Regions from separate parts of the Mus musculus genome. Here region 2 is linked to region 1. A link is a contact called in public HiChIP or PLAC-seq data. All regions are on one chromosome and are shown on one strand. Each heading gives the region's core, a stretch centred on a gene start, on an enhancer-like site or on the middle of the called end of the contact. The rest is flanking DNA. Distances are from core to core; before and after follow the strand shown. Region 1 holds the start of Gm51605 (a long non-coding RNA gene). Region 2 overlaps Pard3 (par-3 family cell polarity regulator).

Region 1 (4,791 bases), core at 2,151-4,650:
CTCTTCCTGGCAATTCCCTGGCTTGGAGCATGTGCACCCGGAGATGACAGACACCCGGAGCTCTCCCAGCTTAGCATTGCCCAAAAGTTGCTTGAGCGGATACAGGACAGAAACGTGGCTGGTTTGCCACCTTTTCAAGAACCAATGAAGCTCGCGAGGTTCCGAAGCCAGGTAAACCTGAAGGAAGGTGCTCTTGGGTTTCCTCACCAGACTGACAGGAGTCCCCGGAAACAGCGAGAACAAGCAGAACAGAGCACCCGAGAGACAGTGGGTCCTCAGTTGGTCCTGTATCTCCCCGACATTCTGTGGCCGAGGCCTGATGCTTATCCTCACCTCGCAAGACAAGGAAAGTGAAAGGGTGCGGTAATGAAAAGGAGCCCTCTATTCTAGAGTCTAGTGGGTGTCTCTCCCCAGCTAAGAAGCATGAATTCCCAGTCGGCAACAGCTTAAGGCTCCTCTTCCTTCCGGCTGTCAGTACACTCTTCTAGGAATCTCACCGGAAGTCCTGTACATGGGAAAGAACAGGCCCTAACCTCCTCTTGTGCAATCCTGGTGGTTCCTGGTTTTATTTATCAGATTATATCCCATCCAAGTCACCTCCAGAGCCACCCTAAATATCTCACTGGAAAAAGAGGAAAAATATTTTGTGTCAACCCGTTGAGGTATAACTTGAAAGATTACTCTCATCAAAACAGTACATTCCTGCTGCTAGGACAGACTTCTAGGACAGACAGACTCTCCTGGAAGCCCACATCTGTGTTCGTGGGCTGCCTATCCATTCCCCCAAAAAGCTTTCTTTCTACTTTTAACAAACTCCATCTCTGATTCCAGTGGTTTCTCTTGAACTTCTTCCTGCATTGAAGTCAAGGATCAGTATCCTTGAAAGGCCCCTGAAAGGTTGAGGGAACTCCTCTGACCACAGCTCTCCCCACTGTGGAGACCCTACTGCACCACACTCATCTTTCTGGGATGTATGGGGGCGGGGCATGTTAGGGCAGAAGAGTCCTCTGAAAGAGTAACAAGTGTTTGTAACTGCTGTGTTGTCTCTCCAGTTCCAGGCTCTCTGAATCCTGAAGTCTCAGTCTTCCAGCTTCAGCCTTTGACTTCATATATGGTCACATTTATTTAGCTTTCATCGTAGGGAAATTCTGGAGGGCTTGGGGAAATGACTAGGCAGGCAAGAACATCTGATGACCAAGCTTGAAGACTACGGTTCAAATCTCTAGTATGCGTGTAAGAAGCTGGGCATAGTCACACTTACAGGTAACCCCAGTGATGTGCAAGATGGAGACAGGAGGATTACCCGGGCTTGTCTACTGCCAACCTAGCTCTGGATTCGCTGAGAGGTCATCCTGTAGGGGACAAGGCAGAGAGTGACAAAGCAGGACACCTGCCTTCCTCCTCTGACCTCTACATGTGCACAGGTGTACAAAGCAACTAACACATATGTGTAACAACACACACACACACACACACACAGACACCAGGTCCATCTTGACTATGAAGTTCATGAGTCTATGAAACTTTGGTGCTGAGAGATAAACCCAGACTTTGAAGTCAGACTTATGCCAACTACTAAAGCACGTGTGACATTGGGCAAGCCAAGCTGCCTCGCCTCTCTAAACATTGGTTCTTCATGTGAGAGCCCAGGTGTGGATCTGGGAGATGACTTAGCTGGTAAAGTGCTTGCCCTGCAACCATGAGGACTTGAGTTTAATGCCCAGAATCCACACTAAAGAGAAAAACAAAACAAACACATACACAAAAAAACCTAGAAGTGTTGGCTTACACTTGTAGTTCTAGTACTTGGGACTTGGACTTTGGTGATTTCAATATGCTTGCCCCAGGGAGTGGCACTATTAGGAAGTGTGGCCTTGTTGGAGGAAGTATGTCACTGTGGGGGTAGGCTTGGAGACCCTCATTCTAGATGCCTGGAAGCTAGTCTCCTGTCTGCCTTTGGATGAAGACTTAGAACTCTCAGCTCCTCCTGCAACATGCTTGCATGAATGCTGCCAATGCTTCTTGCCTTGATGATAATGGGCTAAACCTCTGAACCTGTAAGCCAGCCCCAATGAAACGCTGTCCTTACAAGAGTTGCCTTGGTCATGGTGTCTGTTCACAGCAGTAAAACCCTAACTAAGACAAGGACTCAGGTAGATAGATCCCTTGGCCTCACTGGCCAGTCAGTCTAGTCTGCTTGGTGAGGTCAGATCAAAGAGTCTCAAAAAAATAATACAGATAGTATGAAGAAAGGACACCTGGGATTGCCTTCTGGCCTTTCACACACATGTATACACATACAAGCAACACATACACACAGGCACCCATAGGCATATGTGCACACATACACTCACACAAAAGGTTCAAAGCCAACTGCCAAGCATTGCCCCGAGTATGGAGCATGAAACTGCTTATATAACATATGGGAGAGAGAGAGAGCCTGGTGCGGGGCAGGTGCCAAGGTAAATATCCGATCCAGCTGCTCTCTATCCACTCCAGTTTCTGATGGGTCAAAAGCACAGCCGGTAATAAACACAATGTTGCCTCTGTCTTCGCTTCCTTTCACTCCTGGGGTCCTGCTTCAGACAGAAGGAAGCAACAGCAAATATCAGAGAACCCTATTGAAAGTGTCACTCATCCATTGAAACGTCCTTTCTATTCAAGAATGTGATGATTAATTATTCATTGCTTTTGGAGTTGAAAGCAAGGACAGGGCTCTCTGCCTAAAAGCCAGAGCTTGACAACAGTAGATTTTCAACGGCCAGATTTTGGTCATGGACTGGTTCCTATGGGATGGACCCCAAGTCTCAGATGTGCAGGGCCGAGAGGCATGCAAACTTCAAATGGAGCGATTGCTCCGTGCCCTCCGTGCCTGCGATGGATCTCTGGGAGTTAATTCCCTGCATGGGTGGCCCGAGTCCTTTGGCCTCCAGCCCCATGGCTCATTCCGCCACTCTGGGCAAGCAGTAACCGCCCACCCCAGTGCAAGTCTTTCTTTCACGGCTCATGGCATGAACAACTCATTAATTCTCCAGGGCCGAGGTTGGGGATTACGTCAGTCTTACACCCCACTGTAAGTGGTCTAAATGCCAGGGTAGCCGTGTTTGCAGGGCTGCATTCGTGCCAGGGGTGCAGATCTATCAATACATAGTTCTGAAATATGCTTCTCTTCCATCGGGTGTGCTTCTCCTGGGCAGCAGATTTCAAAATGGAAGCTCAGTGCCTAGCCAGAACGCAGGCTCGGGAGCGCCTGGAGGACTCTTCGGGCCTCTTCAGGGTAGGTGAGATCTTGCTTGCTATGTCCCCAGGAGGAACAGGAGGCAGAGCTAAGCCAGGCGGTGTGGAGTTTCACACATGTCCCCAAAGACGAGCTTCCTGTGGTGTAGACACGGGACTGCTGCGGGAGGAGGGGGAGTGTCGGGCAAAGGAGGCACAGTGACACATTTCCTGAGGCCCTGGGCTGTGAGCCTGCACAGCGGGGACAGAGTGCCATCTGGTGGTCACTGGCTAGCATTGCAGGTACCATCCGGGCCTTTTTCTCATTAATGGAGAACTCAGAGGGAACTCATTTGGGCTTTTTAAAGATCTGTTTCAAAACACCAACGGAAGACAAGGAGGTCAGATGTGCCCGCTCCTACTCATCATTATACCTCCGGATACTCACTGCCTCACATCCTTCTTGAACCAGACAACGACTTCAATGGCTTCAAGGCCAGTTTTGTTTAGTTTTTAGAGACAGGGTCTCAAACTTGCTATGTGTTCAAGAAAGACCTTGAGGTTTTGGTTCTCCTGTTTCCACCTCCTGAGTGCTTGAATTATAGAGGCACATCATCACACCATCGTGCTGGGGATCAAACCCAGGACTTCACGGCTGATAGGTAAGCATTCCAGCAACTCAGCTGCACCCCAGCCCCAGGGCCAGCACTTGACACGAGCTTACAGCTCTGAGAAGTCTGCCTTGCCTTACACCCTCCCAGACCATGTTCTCCCTGTCACGACTCCACTAACACTTGAGCACAGGAGTCCCTGTCTCACCCCTGCCTGAAACATATGTACATTCTTCTCTAGTCTGCTGAACCCCACACTTTTCAAACTCCACCTGTGGACATGTTGACACCCTCAGAACACCAGCCTCATGGGTGTTCATGCTGATAGACCAGATCACAGACCATATCAAGAGCCTCTGATACCTGGAGGAGGCCTGACATGTGACCAAGTAGCTGTGAAGATGGCTCTGGCTTCGGTAGTCGTGTCCCACACGATGAGTGATTCAGTTAACATTTTCTTTGTTCTGGGGCTAGAAGTCTGAGGTTAAGGCCTTCTTAGAGTTGGTGTCTTTGGAGGCCTCCCAAGGGCACGGTACAACCGTTATCTCTCCGTGTCCTCAGTGGTCTTTACTCTATGACTGCCTGTACCCTAATCTACTTCTTATAAGGACATCAATCATGTTGAAATAGGACGTATCCTCCTGACTGCTTTTTATCTTAGTCATCTCTTTGAAGGCCTTGTCCCCAAATGCATCCATCTTCTGAGGAAATGATCTTCTGGGGATTAAGACTTGAGCATTGTGTTGCCTCTGCCCCTGGTTACCCAGTAGACTCGATGGGGGGATCCTATTGCTGAAGACATCACACACATAGGCTACTGGAAATAGAGAAATCAAGTTAGTAGGGACCAGGAAGCTTCAACCCTGTGGCCAGCTCTCAGTACTGAAAGGCAGTCAGGGCTAACATGTCACCAATTATCTTTTCAAGCTGAGAGCCCTGTGAATAGCAGTAATTGTTATGCTAT
Region 2 (4,666 bases), core at 610-3,109, 590 kb before region 1:
TAGTGAAAATCTACAGACATTGCAAACTTGCAAACTCGCATCCTAATTGAAGATGTCCCCTTAGAAGCAGGCCTACAGCACACGGCATCAGAGCACCTCAGCAAAGCTGTGGGGAGATTATTCCACTGCACCCAAAACATCTACACATCTAGAAGAAACCCCCAGTTTTCAACTCTAAAGTACACTGTGCGAATTTATGAACTAAGAGACTATGACTCCATTGACATAAATGACAGACCATGTTTCCCTGTGTGCAGGTACATACCTAGAACCCCAGAGCTGATAAGTAGAGGCCCAGCCTGGACTACAAAGTTTCAAGGAAACCCTGGGAGAGTGAGGACTTGCCTCAGAAAACAAAGAACAACAAACAAACAAACAGACAGACAGACAGACAGATAGACAACCAATAGTATTAAGACTTCTGGATACCAGGCTGGAGCAATGGTTCGGTGATTAGAGAACTGGCCGATCTTTCAGAAAACTCAGGTTCGATTCCCAGCAGCCACATGGTGGCTCATAACTATCTGTAATTTTAGTTCCAGGGATCCAACATCCTCTTCTGGCCTCCAAGGGCACCAAGCACACATCCGGTACACAAGCAAAAACACTCATAAAGAAAAAATAAACTAAAGTAAATAAATGAATAAATAAATAAAGACTTCTGGGTAGGACCTGAAATCAATAATGACGCCCTGTCTTTCCAAGGACACCCTGTTTCTTCCCCTTCTACCCCCAGATGCCACTGTACACCCATGGGTAAGCCACCCATGACACTACTCACTACACTGAGCATGACAGCAACTGCATCGTTTCTACCAATGATTTCAAAGTTACTGAAACTTGCTGACAAAAAAATTTTAAAAATTTAAAAAATTAAAAATTCTGGAATATAAATTTCCAAGAACCATTGTGCTTTTCTATATTCTGCCCCTGAAGATGAATGCTCTCCAAAATTAGAGTCACAGAAACTATTTGCAAAATGGTTTAAGAGTGCTCCTAGTTAAGTCCAAATTCTAGTTTATGCCAGGCCGCTATGGTATTCCGTGCAACACTCTCAAAATAGCTTCAGACCGATGGAGAATACAAAGTAACAATTGACTTAATAGGGGCCTTAAGCACTTCCCTTACCCTAGTAATAAAATTTTGTTGGCAGTATTTTCAGGGATAAACGTCTCATTATTGAAAGCCTCTAATCAGAAAGGTGTCACATGCACCCTGCACTACAGAGTTATTTCTCCGAGGTCACCAAGACACACAATGGGAGGAAATCCGGCTCTGCCGTGAAAAGTCTGCTGGGAGTCATTAATAAAATCATTGCGAAGGAGAAACTTAGGCTTCGGTCTTGGGCCTGCCTTATCCAACGGGCAGACAACATACTCCTAGTCTCTTAAAAGGGTTTTTAGAGAAGCTGTACTTCTTAAATAAAAGAGAGATGAAATTCCAAATAGCTGTTGTTTCTCTGTTCGGTTTCTGTGTGTGAAACAAGACTTCTCAACCAACACAAAAAACAATAGTCAGTCCAGAAGGAAGACACAATGCAACTGTAATATGAAAATGCTAGAAACACCACTCACAACAGCAAGCACAAGAAGAAGCCAAAATTCAGCGTTTGGGCTAATCACAAGATGGTATGGGTTATATATATATACAATGGTAGACACAAAAGCAACCCAGGGTGTCGTATAGATGAAGAATGTGTTTGCACTGATTTGTACTTGCTGTGAACTTGGGACAGGTGCTCAGGTTCACGGTCGGTGCTTCTCAGTTCAAGCTAGGTATCCAATAAAGCTGTGATTGTTTAAGGACTGGAGCCTGGCTCCACCTGGCCCACCAGAGCACCACAGGCATGCACAAATCAAGGACAGATGTCACGGTGGGGCTTCTGGGTCTCACAGTTGGTGTTCCCTCCCTGGTGACGGATGCATCCTTGCAGGAGGGAGCGATTGGATTTCCCTCCCCGCCCCCACCCCCCGCAACCCCCCACGACCTAAGCCCATGCTCCTTATATGGCAGAAAGGCTTGGTAGGGGGTATGGCATTTCCTGTCGGCTCTTTGGTCATTCCCCTTTCCCTCTTTATTGATTTCTTCTGGTGGTTTCCACATTTGGAGAAATGGAACAGAATAAACAGATTCATCAGCCCCTCTGCGTGGTTTGCTTATTTGCTTGCTTGTTTTTAACAGTTAATGCTTGGACTGGGAGTGTTACTCAGCTGGTAAAGTGCTTGCCTAGCATGCATGATATCCAGTGAAACAGAGCCAGGAACTCCTGTGAATGCACACATAATATACAATAAAACATTTCCTGTGGAATCATGATATACTGTGAAACAAAACCAGGGTCTCCTGTGAACACATGCATGATACACAGTGGAACAGAGCCTAGGAAGTCCGTGAATGCATGAATGATAAACGACACAATAATACCAGGATCTCCTGTGGATGCATTATACACTGTAAAACATAGATAGCTAGGGTTTCCTGTGGATGTAAGTATGACATAGAGTAAAACAGCCAGGTTCTCCCGCCCTGGGGAAAGGATTCCACGGGGCACACTAGCTGTCATGAGGAAGGTCCTGTGCCAACTGGGTGTTCTGTTATAGATGGTTCTGTTTCTTACAGATGGTTCTGTGCAACTGTGAAGGAAAGTCACTCCTGCATGGTCTAAGAGTGTACCAAGATCTTAGAATGTTTGGAGGAAAAAAAAACCAGTGAAACAGAAATAGCTGTTAACTTTCTTACTCACTAAAGATACTCTTGTAAAGTCAAATGTCAATCCTAAGCAAACACAGCCCTGGGCTTTTCCTGAGGCAATAAATTAACTCTTAAGTTTGACATTTTATTTCATTTGTGAAGTGTGGTATTGAGTAATTTTCTGTCAGTTCATGTGCAAATAGACCAGTTCCATTAAAACACATTCTTCGGATCTGGAGAGATTGCTCAGTGGTTAAGAGCACTTACTGCTCTCACAGAAGACCCACACTGGGTTCTCAGCACCCTTCATGGATGGCTTACAACTGCCTATAATTTCAGCTCCAGGGGATCTGATGCCCTCTGGTTATCTGGTGCAAAGCTTATCTTAGACTCTTTATCTGAGTAATATTCCCAGCAGGTACCCCTGCTCTTATGTCTCCATATGCTCTTTGAAATGTTTAAGTGCCATGGTCTGGGCAGGAGCTCCAGGTTCAGTTCCAAGGAGGAAAGGGGAGAGTGAAATTCAGAAAACTTGAGCTACATCTGAGGATCTAGCTCAGTGAGCAGAGTGCTGCCACGAGAGGAGAACCTACAGCAGAACATGGAAGCAACAGCTATCTCTGCAACTCTACGAACACTCCTGTGTGAGATGGAGGTGGAGACAAGAGAAATGTGGGGGCTGCCTGTGGTGATTAACACACTCTGAAACAAGGTGCAAGGGGAAGACTCACACCTAAGACTGTCCTCTGATCTACACACACACTCACACACATACACACACTCACATACACACACTCACATACACACTCACACACTTAGACACTCGTTCACACACATACTCACACACATACACTCACACATACACACACTCATACACACATATGTGCTCACACACACTCATATACTCATACACATAATCACACACACACATACACTCACACACATACACACACTCACATATTCACATACACTCACACACTTATTTACACACCTACACACTTAGACTCACACTTATACACTCGTTCACATACATACACACTCACACATACATACACATACACTACACACATTCACATTCACACACACACATGCATGTGCTCACACATTCACACTTATACTCACACACTTACACACTTACACATACACACTCACTTACACATACACACACTCATGCACACTCACACACACACATACACACACTCACACACACAGGGGGATTTGAAAAGAAAAAGAAAGTGAGTGACTGAGTGCCAGAAGTCTAATCACCATCTAAATGTCCCCTTGACTTGTGACTGCTGGAAGCAAAGTGGATATTGAAGTTTGTTCCAATTAATTTCTGAAAACAATTACAGAATCAAGTAGCTGCAGGGGAGTGCACACACCACACATTAGATGGAGCTGGAAGGCTTCTCAACGGGGACAGTAGCTGCAGCTTCACTTAGGAATGCTGTCAATCCTTTGGTGCATGTGGCAAGGCTATATCTTTAACAAAACACACAAGCTGAATGATCTGATCGTATTGAAAATGGGCAGTTTTCCAAATCCCCAAAACCTGCATGTTCCACAAAGCTGGGCCTTTGTAACCCCAGAAACATAAAACCATTGTTTTCCAAATCCTCCCTTACTTATGCATTGTGAAGCCAATACTCTTCAGATAATTGTCAAGAGAATGCTTTTACAAGCCATGTCATAGAGTGCACCATTTTTAGAAAAAAAACAAAAAAACTTTTTTAAAGAAGCATTTTTCATCATTTTTCTAGAATTATTTTATTATTTTGTGTGTATGAGTGTGTTGCCTGCTTGTACATCTGTGAACCACATGTATGCCTGGTGCCCAAGAAAGCAGTAAGCTTCCATGTGGGTACTGAAAATCAAACCTGGGTCCTTTGCAAGAACAAGTGTTCTCAACCACTGGGCCAACTCTCCAGCCTCTAGAAAAGAAATTTTATTCCGGGCATTTTTCTCCACTGTGCAT

What was found. HiChIP or PLAC-seq counts read pairs in DNA pulled down with a chosen protein or histone mark.
Region 2: a FOXA1 HiChIP or PLAC-seq map of pancreatic cancer cells shows a contact between it and region 1. The contact joins two enhancer-like sites. A contact is called at or near these places in 8 of 39 promoter capture datasets (the 3T3-L1 cell line, 3T3-L1-derived adipocytes, the C10 cell line and 3 more) and 2 of 115 datasets of contacts at active chromatin or transcription factors (forebrain and pancreatic cancer cells).

The regions. Positions count from the first base shown.
Region 1 is chr8:126,496,375-126,501,165 of GRCm38.p6, reverse strand. Gm51605 (a long non-coding RNA gene) reads left to right here and starts at 477. Exons shown (of 2, transcript XR_003947621.1): 1 at 477-3,878. Within about 2 kb of position 3,400, at least 354 of the 459 cell types and tissues checked have an H3K27ac peak or open chromatin away from gene starts, as enhancers often do. A contact at or near this core is called in pancreatic cancer cells, where this site is marked.
Region 2 is chr8:127,085,809-127,090,474 of GRCm38.p6, reverse strand. The region is part of intron 1 of Pard3 (par-3 family cell polarity regulator); the gene reads right to left. Among named protein-coding and RNA genes, the nearest start is that of Pard3, 24 kb to the right of the region's middle. Within about 2 kb of position 1,859, at least 20 of the 459 cell types and tissues checked have an H3K27ac peak or open chromatin away from gene starts, as enhancers often do. A contact at or near this core is called in pancreatic cancer cells, where this site is marked.